Regions from separate parts of the Mus musculus genome. Here regions 2, 3 and 4 are each linked to region 1. Evidence: chromatin contacts called from public Hi-C, HiChIP or PLAC-seq and promoter capture Hi-C data. All regions are on one chromosome and are shown on one strand. Each heading gives the region's core, a stretch centred on a gene start, on an enhancer-like site or on the middle of the called end of the contact. The rest is flanking DNA. Distances are from core to core; before and after follow the strand shown. Region 1 holds the start of 4930524B15Rik (RIKEN cDNA 4930524B15 gene). Region 2 has its middle 7.7 kb from the start of Gm35131. Region 3 has its middle 4.4 kb from the start of Gm39676. Region 4 has its middle 7.8 kb from the start of Gm51888.

Region 1 (3,379 bases), core at 384-2,883:
GCACATGAAAGGACACGTGATGAAAGATTCTTCACTAACAGCACACATGTATTGGTCCACCTTACATTATGTAGTTGAGCTACATTTGTCAGAACTCCATAGAGAGAAACACACACACACACACACACACACACACACACACACACACACACACACACACAAAACCCCAAAAACTTGTGGTTGGTGTGTGGAGGCTTCTTGCCACTTCCTCAGTTCTGGCTGATTGGCAGAGTGACATCAGCTGAAACAAATGCACATGCTTAGGCAAGACCTGTGGAGAACATGTGATATTTGGAGGGTGCATAAAAAGGGCTCAACAGACCCTCCTGATGACTAGAGTCTAGGATGAGACCTGGCTGTCTCTTCTAGATAGTGCCACCACTGCTGCTATCCAACTCTACCAAACTGGACTGCTAGTATATCCATAAAGTGTTTGGGAGTGGATTGAGCTGCTGCTGCTGACCTGTGAACTGAACTGCTGATTTCCGACAACCCAGATAGGATTTTCTCCAAAGAACCACGTCTAAACAGGTCCACTTCCCCGCCCCCCCCCCGCCCCCTGTATCCTTTCTTTTCTACTACCTGGTGGGTGGTAGGCTAGAAGGGAGGCAAAAGCATTTAAGAACTATCATTAAAAATAAGGCCTAAGAACCAGGTGTGATGTCGCACGCCTTTAATCCCAGCACTCTCGGGAGGCAGAGGCAGGTGGATTTCTGAGTTCGAGGCCAGCCTGGTCTACAGAGTGAGTTCCGGGACAGCCAGGGCTACACAGAGAAACCCTGTCTCAAAATAAATAAATAAATAAATAAATAAATAAATAAATAAATAAATAAATAAATAAATAAAAATAAGGCCTAAAAAAATTAAAGTTACAACATAGAGAAACCATGTCTCAACAAAACAAAAATTAAAAACAGAGAAGGGGGAAGGGTTCACTGCTCCAAGGACAAGAAGATCATTGCCCCAGGTTATCACACAGAGCAGGGGGCTTTACATAAATCAAAGTTTTATTGGACGGAAAGGGTTAAAACATTTTGCAAGAAAGTCTTACAAGGTGGAAGACAGGAGATAAAAATGTTTTAATTCCTTGTCCTAAACACACATTTTTATAGTATTTGATAGAAAAGAACCATATTTGATTTTCTTACATCCCAGTCCCAAATGATGCATAGCCTGAAATTCAACCTCTCTCTAGACGAATGGCCATCCTCACAACCACAGTCCTTCCTGTTTCCCTTTCAGTAGGGCTTTCCTTGCCTCCCAACTTCTAACAGAGATCCACATTAGGCTCCTGTCTTCTGCTAGGTGCCTGGACTCTTATGTCCTTAATCCCTTCCTTACCTCAACCCCAGCTTCTCGGTGTTCTACACCTCAACTTCCTACCCAGGCTCCTGGTGTTCTGGACTCCAGCTCACCCACCCACACTCCATCTCTCTTCAGTGAAGTTGGGGCCTCTAGGTCAGTCCCGTCCTCGCCTCACACAGGTCTGGCCCCAACGGTTCTCCACCCTCCCCCAGCCCGCATGCGCAAGTGTCCCCCCTCCCCCACATCCACACTCCCCCACCCCACCCCACCCCACACACCTCACACACACACACCCCACGCCCTGTGCTCAGGCCGGCTCCGAGGTCCCGCAGGTTGCCCGACAGGAGGCCGAGAGATGGTGCCCAGCCGCAGTGGGCAAAGGCCAGATGGGCCTCGCTTAATCTACGTGACCCGCTTCGCCTCGCACCGCCATGGCGTGTGGCAGCTGAGGGGTCTCCGAGGTTTCGGCCATCGAGGCCCAGGGCTCGGGGCCCGCTGTGCCTCAAAGCAAGCAGCGGTGGAGCCCGGGGCCCGGGGAGGAGAGCGGCCCACTGGCTCCCAGGCCGGGGTCACTGACACCCCGGATTCCGCCCCTTTCCAGCGGAGGTCGAGAGCGCCCAGGGCCCGGGAGCAAGCAGCGCAAGCAGGTGGCACGGCAGCGGGAGGGATCGTCCTGTCAGCGGCCTGCTGCTGACTGGGCAGCTCCCGCGCCATTTTGTGCGCGCGGCTTCCGTCAGCCAGGCTTCGCGTCAGCCTTCCTGTCAACCTTTGTGTCAGTCTTCCTTTGTCTCAACCTTTGCATCTGCCAGTCTTTCTGTCAGCCTTCCTGTCAGCCTCGGTGTCATTTTCCTCTCAGCCTTTCCTGTCAGCATCCTAGTCAGTAGGCAGCCAGGCTCCTCTCTCCTGCCAGTCTGTGTTGGAGCCATAAGTTTAGGAGAATTCCTTTAACTCACTTAGTGGGGTGGGTAACCTGTAAAAAGGCTGCAGGATATTTAAGATAACCTAGAGACCTGAGAGAAGTTCTTGGATGTAGCTACTTCAGTCGCTCAGAGAAATGGAAGTTTGGCGCGCTTGTTGGTTATTTTTCACTGACATTTATTGAAATTGCTAATTACAGGAGCTGGAGAGGTGGCTCAACGGGTTAAGAGCACTGGTTATTCTTCCATATGATGTAGGTTTGGACCTCAGCACCCACATATAACTGATTGTAATTCCAGTTCCAAGGCATCTGACGCCCTCTTCTGCCCTCCTTGGGCATCATGCATCTACAAGGTGCACAAGCAAAACACATATACACATACAGTAAAATAGAAAATGAATTGCTAATTACCTGATATATATTCAATCAGACCTCTTAAGAGACGTTGAAGCATCCTGTTAAAACACAGAAGATCTGAAGATGTAGTCGTGGCCCACACTTTTAATCCCAACACTAAAGAGTCAGAGTCAGGCAGATCTGTGAGTTTGAGGCCAGCCTAGTCTACAGAGCAAGTTCCAGAACAGCCAGGACAACACAGAGAAACACCTTTTACCTATACTTTTCAAAGCAATTTTACTGAGCTTTCATTAATAGTGTATCCAGTTCACCCAGTTATGGTACACAAGTTAATGGTTCTTACATATCCACAGAGTTGTGTCCTTAACATTCCATTTTAATGTAACTGTAATATCACAGAGAAACTCTGCACCCCTTCAAAGGCATCATAGCCCCTCACCATTGCCTCTACTACCCACTAATCTTAGCCCTATCTATGCAAGTATTAGTCTGCATTGTCTCTATAGATCTATTTTGGACATATCTAGATGGAATCTATATGTGGGCGGCTTCTCTTCCTCAGGCCTATTCTTTTTTCATGTTAATTTTAGATCCTATTAATTCACTGATCAGTTCACTAACTGACTAACTAATGTAGTTAGCTCCATCACTGATTCTCATAATTTTCATGTATTTTACAGGTGTATGTTATTTGTGGAATTTTTGTTTTTGTTTTTAAGACAGGATCTCACTGTGTATCTTCAGCTGGCCTGGAATTCAGTGTGTATACAAGGCTGACCTTGAACTCATAGAGATCTG
Region 2 (3,379 bases), core at 337-2,836, 230 kb before region 1:
TTTTGTTTTTCAATGAGGAATTTAAATGACAAGCATGATGTCATCAACACTTCAGGGTGCTGTAATTGTGACAGCATTGCACATGACAATTGTAGGAAGCTGTTCAGGGTGGTGTGAGCTGCCTGTCCAGTCTGACCCCTCCCACACAGTTGTAGGAGAGCTTAGGAAGTCTCCCTGGAGGGGCAGCTGCCACTCTGTCCTGGAGACTGCCCTGTGTCCCCCACCCCCACCTCTCTTCTCTTTGCCCTGTAGAACCTCCTCCACAACCTCTACTGCTTCTATGCCTTGGAGCCAAGATCTGCCAGCTTATATTGGGCAGCAGGTGTCCTGTTGTCCCTCAGGGGTCTCCAGCTTCTGGACCAGGCTGTTGTGGGGATGCAATCCTGCAGCAGCAACCCCTTTGGGACTGGATCCTGAGTCCCCAGGGCTGCACATCCTCACTCTCTTCTTCATCTTCCACAGACCCCACCCTGGGGCAGGTGACTCAATCTGTCACCCCATCTTATTATGTGCCCCTTGAAGGTAAGGAGAGGGACATCCTGAGCTTTGCATCCTCAGAACCTGGTCCTGATCCAGAGAAGGCCCATCGTGGCATTCCATGAACAAGAATAGAAATAACGACAGCCCAGTTTACAGAACACCAGCTGTGTCGCGTGTCACATGATGATGTTAACTTTATGTTACCATCTCAGTAAAATTTCCCCATAGTATCAAGCATAAACGCACACACCAACCCTGTCACACCAACCCCGTCGTATCAACGGGGATGTTGACTAAGAGATCTCAAGTGTCAAGGAGCTACAGCATGTGACAGAACTGATACTTGTATAAAGGGGGCCGCCACACTACCTTCTCCAGAAACCACAGGGGATACACGTGGTGACCCCTTTTCCAACTCCACAGTAAGACAATCAAGGTGAGCATGCAGGCCCACTTTGCTGTTTCCTGATAGCTCTGCTGCAGGGGCACAGGCCCTGGCTTCCCAAGACTGCAAGCAGCCTTCCCTATTCAGACTTGCCAGGCAGTGCCCTGGCCCTGGGGTGGTTAGTCAGGTCTCCACCCCACCCCCACACTGTACAGGATTATGCTGCAGCCACCTTGCTCTGGGCCCAGCTGCCTAGCTTGTGTGCAAATTTGTGCTGATTTAATTAGCTTGTTTAGTCACCATTGCTGGTGGAAGCAGGAAGTAGCTACCAAATGACATTCTGCTCCCTGTGACTCTGTAATCGCTTTTGCAAGGGACATTATGTTAATATCGCACACAAGCAGGGAGGACGAGGCTGCCAGGCCCAGCCATATGTGCATCACAACCCCCCTGCTTTGTGATCCGGGTCATTGAGATCCTCAGCCTCTGCAAGCTGCAGCTGATGGGCAGAGGCCCTCTGGCAGCTGACCTGTCTGTCATTGGAACCTTATATCAGGGATGATAACAGTGGCATGGAGATTCATGCTAGAGTCTTGATACTTCTGAGACAGGAAAACCTTTGTCACTTGCTTAAGAAAATCAGCATCCTTGCCACAGTCTAAGTTCTGTTACTAGGCAATACCAGGGCACCAGCCTCAAGGGTGAGGCCTTTCTGTGTAAGCCTTCCAATCACCTGCTGCTCCTTGTTTAAAAGCTGTGGGAACTGAGGCTCCAGAGTGCAACCAGGGTGCTTAGGGCCACTCCCAAGACAGGAAGATCCCAGGTCTGGGACCCCTGTGGACCCAGCACTACAGCTGGAAAGCAGTTAGGGAGGGTATTATCATCCTCAGCCATCTCCCCAACACCGCAGCACCAAGCAAATCCAATCAATGTTGGCCCTTGGAGGTCTCCTTTAAATCAGGTTGCTAGGCCCTTCCCCAGAGCACCTGAGCGAGTGGGTCCATAGTAGGATCTGAGAGTTGGCATTTCCAATCAGTTCCCAAGCCAGGTGGTTGGTCCTAGAGGGCACCTTTGGGGAGCACCGACCCAGGTGGCCCTCATTCTCTGTCTCTTGGAGGCCCAAGATGGGCAATGGATGATTGCTACCCCAATCTACAGATGAGGCTCAGGCCAATTTATGTTTCTAAGAACTCCCAGCTGCCTAGCCTTGAAGAAGCCTCTGTCCCCAGCAGAAAGGTCACAAAGCGGAGAAGTCTGATCCAAGAGGCTGTGTGTCATAGGCCAGCTTACTTTCTGAGGTCTGGTTTGGGTCTCACTTGACAGTTGCTTCATGCTTCCTTGCAGGGCCACCAACTGAGCCCTAAACTCTGAGGGTTTGGATAGAGTGTACCACTGGGTGGGGCTCCTCTGCACAGGGTGATACGCGCACTCTGTGAGGAAGACGGAAACAATTGATCACCGATACTTCTCTTCCTTACTTGGCAGTTAAGGTCTACCAGGCTGGCCGGACTGACCCCTGTTTAACCTCTCTCTCTCTCTACATGTCCACCAGGTGTCCAGAAGAGGTAATTTCCAGGGTGTTTGCTCAGGCTGGGCCCAGGATACACTGTTCTCCCCATGTCTGTCAGTCTTCTTCCAAGAGGCCCCGCTAAAGCCACCCTGCTGAGACATGGGCAGGGCAGGCAGGTGAAACCCTTGTCCCCTGCTCACACTTTCAACAGCTTCCTTTCCTTGACCCTCTGAACAGACAGCCAATCATCCTTTAGGCTTGTGGAGATGGTGCAGGGTCCCAGTGACTTGTGTGCCTACCCCTGAGATGCAACCATTTTCTTCTTTCTCTTTCACCTCCTTCTCTCTCTGCCACAGACTGAAATCCTGAGCCCAAAGCAATCTTTCCCTCTAAATTATCTCAGGAATTATACTTGTTTGCTTTCTGTTACTTTGTCTCCCCCAAAAGCATGTTGGGGGAAGAAAGGATTTATTTTGTTTATACTTAGACATCATAGTCCATTATTGAGGGAACCCAAGGCAAGAACTCAAGCATAGAGGAAGGCTGCTCATTGGCTTTCTCTCTCTGCCTTGCTCCTCTACTTTTCTTATACTGTCCATGCCCATCTTCCTAGGGATGGCACTGCCCACAGTGGGCTGAGTCCTCCTATATCAGATAATAGCCATGAAAATGCCTCACAGAGATGCTTTCAAGCCAATCTGATGGAGGCACTTCCTCAATTGAGGTTCCCTTTTCCCAGGGGACTCCAGTTTGTGTCAAGCTGACAAAAATAACCAGTCCAGGCATTTTATCACATGGAGTGCTGACTAACAATGACTGACCAGCTGACTGGCTCATGAACAGGTTCTGGTCTCCTGATGAAGGCCACTGGCATTCCCTCTGACCTCTCTATACTAAGCTGTGTGTGTGCATGCAGATGTGTGTGTGTGTGTGTGTGTGTGTGTGTGTGTGTGTGTGTGTGTGTGTGTAGGTGGACACAGATTTGCTCCTGTTGCTGTATTGCC
Region 3 (3,379 bases), core at 618-3,117, 180 kb after region 1:
ATACTCACACACACACACACATACACACACACACATATACACACACACATACATACACACACACACACACACACACACGTGCGCGAGCTTGAGCTTGCGCAAAGCCCCCACTTAGGGCTAATTGCTGGGGCAGAGAAGAGGAGACTATCAACCTTTCAACAAGGGCAGCCACAGTGTCTGGGGGCCAGGCTTAGTAAACTAAGAGTCATGACAGGAGTTGAAGTGAAATGGCAGATATGGTACTTAGCCTCTCTTGCCCCATCCACCATGGTTCCTGTGATGCATAGCAAATGCTCTACTCCTACTCTGCAAGCATCGTAGATGGTGAAGGGCAGAGGTGATATCCTGAAGGCCACCACTGTGGCTCACACCTCAGGCTTTGCAGCACCCCTGGCCCCACATAGAAGATCTGAGCTTGTTCTTTTTGTTCTTTTTGTTCTTCTTTTGTTCTTCCGATGTGAGCAGCTGCACAGTTGACTACTAGGCAGAACAAGTGTGCTTTCTGCCCACACGCCTTCCCTTGCCACTCCCCAGTTTCTGTCTATGAGGGCGGCCCCTGCTCTGCTGTGACCTGTGTCTGCAGAACCGTGCGACATTGAAGAGGAAAAGGAAGAGGAGGAAGAAGAAGAAGAAGAAGAAGAAGAAGAAGAAGAAGAAGAAGAAGAAGAAGAAGAAGAAGAAGAAGAAGAAGAAGAAGAAGAAGAAGAAGAAGAAGAAGAAGAAGAAGTAAAAATGGGGATGAAAAGGAAAAAAATGTAAAAAGTACTTTTTTATCTAAAACGTTGCCAACAATCTTTGGCCTATGCACATAGGAGTGCCCCTACTAACGCTGTGTAAATCACACAGCTCTGCGCACATGACAAAAAAAAAAAAATAAGTGTGATAGTTAAAGGTAAACAAGATGATAGTAGCTGCCGTTGTTTAATTCCTACTCCATGGTAGTGTTCAAACATCTGAACAGAGTTCAATTCCAAAAAGCGTTTCCGAGTATCACTGTGGTGCTGGGCCCCAGGAAGAGGGGAGTTCCTGTGGAGGACTAGTCCAGCGGAGAAGGCAGATGAACAGTCTCTGATGAAAACCAAGGAAGGCTTCTCCCGTGGTGACGACCAAAAGTGCGCAGTGTGGCGCTGAAGGATGAGCAGCAGTGTGCTCGCTCTCAGAGAGTGAGGACAAAGAATGTTCCAGGACTGCGGGAAATACGAAGATATCACAAGCCTGGGCTTGTAAGCAGTCCACAGGGCCAGGAAGGGTCAAGATGGGGTTCAGGCCACCTTTAGCTGACTCCAACCCCCAACAATAAGCAGCAGGATGTTTTATTGATAGTGTTTCAGTTTCTTCTACTTCTACCCAGCATCTCGGTTTCCTGATTGGAAGCTCCACGAAGCCCAGATCTGCGCTTTTGCCATAGTCTACCAGACACATGAGACGTTAAAAATATTGGTCAATGTATTGTTCGGGACCCTATTTTTCAAAGTTTTACAAAGTATAGCATATTTCAAATGTGTGCAAGTCTGAGGGAGAAAAATATCCAAGTGCCTCTGTGCCTGTCATCCGATTCTGACATTTGTCAGCTGTGAACAAGTATGAGCCACCCATGCCACCTCCATCTGCAGCCTGGATGGTTTTAAAGTCTACTAATGCCCAGCTGGCTGCCTAATGGGGAGCTTTTCCTGGGATGCATTTTCTAGGAGCCCCAGTTGACCCCTGCAGATGAAAGTTTTCTGTTGTTACTTCAGTGAGATCTGAAGAGTGGGAAGGTGTGGGAACTGGGATCTACCCTAGGGCTCTGTTCCCTAACTGTGACCTTGGACAAGCAAAGCCATTTCACCTTGGTTCCCTTTCCGTCCACCAGGGGGAGTGAGTGAGCAGTGTGGAAGCCTTCCCCTTGTGCCAGGACAGGAAGGAAGCCTCAGTAAGGCACTTCCTAGCTGTTTGCCTTTGGCAAGCTACTTACTTCTCTGAACCTCCATTTCCCCACTTACATTATCTACCTCGGAGGTTGCTCAGGGAATCATGAAACAGTAAAAGTTTGAGCAGTTGACAGATTTGAGGGTGAATTCAAGACCAGGCCACGTTGCGGGTTTAAATACTCCATTAGTGATTCCTTCAATATTTTCTATCACTTCTTTGGAAAACCTCTACCTACAATAGAACAGTACAGGCGTGATCACTACCTCATTTATCTTTAAACAAAGATATTCTTTAAGTTTCTCATTAGCATAAGGCAAGCAAGCAGTGTGACATCACAGAGACCCAGGGCATTGACAAAGACTCTGCCCTCCCCCATTGTCTTTTCTCTATAACCCCAGATCCAACCCTAAAGGAAAAACCTGTCAGGCTCAGACCAGGAAAAGTGGCAGAGAGGGGGATGGGCGTGCCCACTCCTCAGGAAACCCAGGTCACCTTAGAGAACCTGACCTTCAGGTGCTCTGAGGGTTCCCACAACAGCCTGCCTCTCACAGAGGATGCAATTTACAAACCCATCGTTTCTCACTTGAGAGGCTCCTTGACAGCGAAAGCCTGTGGGGTCTCCCCAGTGGCACCCTCATTAAGGAAATGCAATTTAATTGTCATTGGGACTGGGGACCTGCGTTGGATGCTACTTTCAGCGCTTACTCTGCAGTGACAAAGCGGTGGAGGATGCCAGAAGCATGCCGGCCTGGAAGGAGGGAGGGGGGTGGCATCTGAGGAGTGAGCTAGTGCTGAATTGCCCCATCTGTTGCGTTAATAACCAATTGGTCCAGGGGCTGGGACATACGGTACCTATTAGGATCTGTCTGCACATACGTAACTGCTCATTTCATCTGCACAAATGACTGCTTACTTATGCAAATGGCAGGCCTAAATGCCCAAATTGGAAAATGCAGCTAGGAAGGCACTTCCTTAACAAAGGTTATGTTCAAACCCCACAGAGGTCGAAGCGTAGGAGCACCATGCTGTGGATGTGTTAAAGAAAGCAAGCAATGTGGGGAAGGACAACTGTATTGGAAAGATGTTGGCGCTGACAGCCATGGCTCCTGTAATCTATGGTACAGAAACAGTGTTAATGGTAACAAAGGGCTGGGTGTGATCTCAGACGCTTCTATTTCCAACCCTCAGGAGGCAGGGAGCCAGAGGCAAATGGGTCTCTGTGAGTTTGAGGCATCTGGTCTACGTAGGAAATTATTGGACAGCCTGGGCTACTTAGTAAGACTGTCTCAAAAAGCAAAGGAGGGCAGGAGGTGGGGTTTACAGACAAAGCCCAAAGCTTCTGCTTGGGTGAGCAAGTTACCTGGCAAAATAGGTGGAGCAAATCCCAAAGGCTTCCCAACAGGGTCCAAAGCAAGATTCTGTGAGCCAACTAACCATGAGGTATATTAGGGAGGCTTGAAAATCAAGT
Region 4 (3,379 bases), core at 270-2,769, 150 kb after region 1:
CCTCCTCCTCCTCCTCCTTCTTCTTCTTCCTCTCTCTCTCTCTCTCTCTCTCTCTCTCTCTCTCTCTCTCTCTCTCTCTCTCTCTCTCCCTCCCTCCCTCCTTCCTTTCCTCCTTCCCTCCATGTCCCCCTCCCCCCCTCCTTTGTGTGGACAGTCTCCCCATCCTTCTAGACCCATCCCCCTAGTTTTCTGCATCTAACAACCCAGCTCTCACCGTTCAAGCACATACTTGGGAGGAAAGACTTCTCAAGGCTCAGACTCGTGAAAACACTGTGGGAGAGTGGGTGTGTTTGGCATCCTCCCAAGGCTGTGAGAGATCAGGTTGGGATGAGTTTGGGGATCAGGAGATGCTGAAAGCTGATGTAAGTCAGACAGACAAATCTCATGGCCTGGGGGACCCTTCAGTGTCCAACTGAAAGGCTACATTCACCAGGATGTATAATGAGAGTAACAACCACTGTCAGTTCTCCAGGACTTAATGTGAGGCAGGACCAAGCTAGGTTTGTACAACCTGACCAGGTTGTAAGTTGTATTTAGATCTGCTGGCCTCCCCTCCACACCAGAGGCAAGAAACCTGCACTTTGGAGAGGTTCTGTGACTTGCTCAGTTTCCCTGCCAGGTAGTCAAAGCCAGATCCAGAATAATCTAAATGGACCTCCTGACTTAGAATCCTGGCTCTCCCCTTCCCAGGGGAGTAGCTACACACCTCCTCCATCCTTGCCTCAGTCAGCTTCACTGCTATGACAGAATGACATAGACATGTCTGTTGCCCCAATTTATTTCTCAAAGTTCTTGAACCTGGGGTGCCTACAAGGAGCTGACAAGAGTCTAGAGGTGCACTGTAACATGTAACACATGAAAGCAATAAATGAAGCCAGGCAAGAATTTGGAGGTAGTGGCAGAAAGATCAAGTGTTCATCTCTGGCTACACAGCAAGGTAGTGACCAACTTGGGTCACACTGGGAAATTTGTTTCAAAACATCCCCAAAAAGCAACCAGCAACTGTAGCCTCCGTTCCTGAGCCATTACGGAGTTCCTACTCTGTCTTTGGCCTTGTCCGAGGCCTGGGGAGGAATGCAGAATGGCTTCTGCCCTTCCGGAACACTCAGGGGTCTGTGTTCTAAGAAACAGTGGCAAGGCGAGGCTTGTCACCCATGAAAAGGAGGAGGAATTGTGGCAGAAGTCACTGTGGACTTCAGCGAATTCATGAACGGTTCAAGGAAGGCTGGCATGCCCTGCCTGCTGAGTGCAAAGGAGATCATTATTCACCCTCTGCTGGCCAATTAATGCTGAACTCGGGCTGAACCTTTCCCTCTCCATTTAAATCCTGCCCTTAAGCCCAGAGGAAAGAGGAATCCTCTTCCCAACTTCAGAGGGAAAAAGAAATGGAACAGAACCCCCAAGATCAGCCTTGGTTTTCTCCTTCTAAATAAAGACTTCCGAGCAAGCCTGAGCTATTAGTGTTCATAGTGGGGACTGTGTTCTCGGCTGCTTCCCCTCTGCAGCTGCATCCTGATAGCTCTGGAATGGGGCAGCATGAGCCATCTGCTTGACAGTTTGTTTTATTTGGTAACCTTGACTGCAGACTGATTTGTCGCTCGCTCGGGCAGTTTACTGCCCCCGGGGACAGAGGTTGCTCTCAGCAAGTCAGTGGTGGGCACTAGGGTATGAGACTGAGCTAGTGAGGAGCCTTTGAGGATGGAAACACACCCATACAGCATGGCTGGCTTCTCCAAACCCATTCGTTGCCATGGCAACAGTAGCTGCCACCAATCTAGACCACTGTGCACCTATTTATTAGCATTGGGAGAGGATAGGCCTTGGGTTCAATTCCTGCTTCAGCTATTCTCTACAAGTCAGCCAGCCTTGACAATTCCCTCCTGCAGGTCCAGGTAAAATCACTTACAGCGTGGGAATTATGGTAAAGGTAAGATACAGGCTGCCTGGGAACCCTATTCTCCTGCCTCAGCCTCTGGAATGATGAGATTACTAAGACACCACCTTGCCCAGCTAATGACACTTATTTTTTGAGACAGAGTCTCACTATGTAACCTTGGCTGGTCTGGAACTATGGAGACCAGGCTGGCCTCAAACTCACAGAGCTCTGCCGCCCTCTGCATCCTGAGTGCTGGGATTAAAGGTATGTGTCACATTCCTGGCTCTAATGACACTTTTCTAAATAAGGTGAAATATCTAAACTTGGTATAAGTATCTCACACTGTAAAGGTTCCAATATATACACGGTGCTCACATGGGATATTCTCTGTAATAGCATCAGAAAACGGTGGCCATAGAAACAATGCACTATAAATCCACACAGGCTCACTAAATAAAACTTGTATTTCCATAGTGTGGGTTCTTCTACAGTCATTTAAAGGAGCACGGTTGTCCTCTCTGCTCTAATCAGTCTTCAGAGTCATATCTGGGGGTGGGGTGGGGGTGGATCTGTTTTGTTTTATTATTTTTAAACTCCAATTGTTTCTCTGTGTAGCCCTGGCTGTCCTGGAACTCACTCTGCAGACCTTGAACTCAGAGGTCTACCTGCCTCCACCTCCTAAATGCTGGGATTAAAGGCATGTGCCACCACTGCCCATCTTTAACTCCATTTGTGATATAAAACCAAAGCCCTTAAATTCAATCAGGAAATTGCCATGTAGTGGGGTGGTGTGTGAAGGGAAAACTCACCTGTTTCATCCCACCAAGGCATAGAAGCAGAGCCTTTGGGGTCTCCCAGAACCTCTGTCCTGTCCAGCATGGCCCCACCCATAAGGACTTCAAGAGTGGCAGCCCACCCAGTTAAGTCACTCAAGAGCTGAGAAACCCTGAGGCCACAGGACAGCTGTGGTTGCAGAGGAGGCTGCCAGCGACGGGCACTCCATGCTGCCATACACAGCAAGTACAGCCACTCGGCTCCCAGCACTGCCAGTGAACCATATGCTCTCCCAAGGATGGAGGCAGTGGTGGTCTTCTAGTGTGGTGAGCTTTGGGTTCAGCTTCCTGCCTGGGTGTCAGCCTGATGCCTTTGAAGTCAACATTGTCACCTATATCACCCTTCCTTCTCTTTTTCCTATGTGTTCAGAGGCAGCTGGATTAACTGTGGTAATTCCTCTCCCCCTCCCTCCTTCCCTCTCTCCCTCCCTCCCTCCATCCACCTTTCCCTCTTCCCCTCCCTCCCTGCCTCCCTCCCCCCTCCTCCTCTTCCTCCTCCTCCTCCTCCTCCTCCTCCTCCTCCTCCTTCTTCTTCTTCTTCTTCTTCTTCTTCTTCTTCTTCTTCTTCTTCTTCTTCTTCTTCTTCTTCTTTTTTCTTCTTCTTCTTCTTCTTCTTCTTCTTCTTCTTCTTCTTCTTCTTCTTCTTCTTCTCTCTCTCTCTCTCTCTCTC

What was found. Promoter capture Hi-C pulls out the DNA fragments that hold promoters and counts their contacts. A called contact is a pair of places that touch in the nucleus more often than the background predicts. HiChIP or PLAC-seq counts read pairs in DNA pulled down with a chosen protein or histone mark.
Region 2: an H3K4me3 HiChIP or PLAC-seq map of bone marrow-derived macrophages shows a contact between it and region 1, with 5 times the contacts expected there. The contact joins the enhancer-like site here to the promoter of 4930524B15Rik in region 1. A contact is called at or near these places in 1 of 39 promoter capture datasets (cranial neural crest), 2 of 484 Hi-C or Micro-C datasets (the N1E-115 cell line and macrophages), 5 of 115 datasets of contacts at active chromatin or transcription factors (bone marrow-derived macrophages, differentiating embryonic stem cells, embryonic stem cells and 2 more) and 4 of 9 other capture datasets (adipose tissue, embryonic stem cells, liver and 1 more).
Region 3: a promoter capture Hi-C map of embryonic stem cells shows a contact between it and region 1, with 2.7 times the contacts expected there. The contact joins the enhancer-like site here to the promoter of 4930524B15Rik in region 1. A contact is called at or near these places in 10 of 39 promoter capture datasets (the 3T3-L1 cell line, 3T3-L1-derived adipocytes, the HPC-7 cell line and 5 more), 33 of 484 Hi-C or Micro-C datasets (the Ba/F3 cell line, CD8 T cells, the G1E-ER4 cell line and 12 more), 12 of 115 datasets of contacts at active chromatin or transcription factors (embryonic forebrain, embryonic hindbrain, embryonic stem cells and 2 more) and 2 of 9 other capture datasets (embryonic stem cells and liver).
Region 4: a Hi-C map of cerebellum shows a contact between it and region 1, with 3 times the contacts expected there. The contact joins the enhancer-like site here to the promoter of 4930524B15Rik in region 1. A contact is called at or near these places in 6 of 39 promoter capture datasets (the 3T3-L1 cell line, the C10 cell line, the HPC-7 cell line and 3 more), 14 of 484 Hi-C or Micro-C datasets (the AML12 cell line, the N1E-115 cell line, adipose-derived mesenchymal stem cells and 7 more), 6 of 115 datasets of contacts at active chromatin or transcription factors (embryonic stem cells, stem cell-derived anterior neural progenitor cells and stem cell-derived neural progenitor cells) and 1 of 9 other capture datasets (embryonic stem cells).

What each region holds. Positions count from the first base shown.
Region 1 is chr11:31,964,000-31,967,378 of GRCm38.p6, forward strand. 4930524B15Rik (RIKEN cDNA 4930524B15 gene) reads left to right here and starts at 1,634. Exons shown (of 5, transcript NM_026262.1): 1 at 1,634-1,952. The coding sequence starts at 1,661.
Region 2 is chr11:31,733,130-31,736,508 of GRCm38.p6, forward strand. No RefSeq gene overlaps it. Among named protein-coding and RNA genes, the nearest start is that of Gm35131, 7.7 kb to the left of the region's middle. Within about 2 kb of position 1,587, at least 72 of the 459 cell types and tissues checked have an H3K27ac peak or open chromatin away from gene starts, as enhancers often do. A contact at or near this core is called in the N1E-115 cell line, bone marrow-derived macrophages, macrophages and 1 more, where this site is marked.
Region 3 is chr11:32,139,369-32,142,747 of GRCm38.p6, forward strand. No RefSeq gene overlaps it. Among named protein-coding and RNA genes, the nearest start is that of Gm39676, 4.4 kb to the left of the region's middle. Within about 2 kb of position 1,868, at least 37 of the 459 cell types and tissues checked have an H3K27ac peak or open chromatin away from gene starts, as enhancers often do. A contact at or near this core is called in double positive thymocytes and embryonic forebrain, where this site is marked.
Region 4 is chr11:32,117,827-32,121,205 of GRCm38.p6, forward strand. No RefSeq gene overlaps it. Among named protein-coding and RNA genes, the nearest start is that of Gm51888, 7.8 kb to the right of the region's middle. Within about 2 kb of position 1,520, at least 95 of the 459 cell types and tissues checked have an H3K27ac peak or open chromatin away from gene starts, as enhancers often do. A contact at or near this core is called in cerebellum, cerebral cortex and stem cell-derived neural progenitor cells, where this site is marked.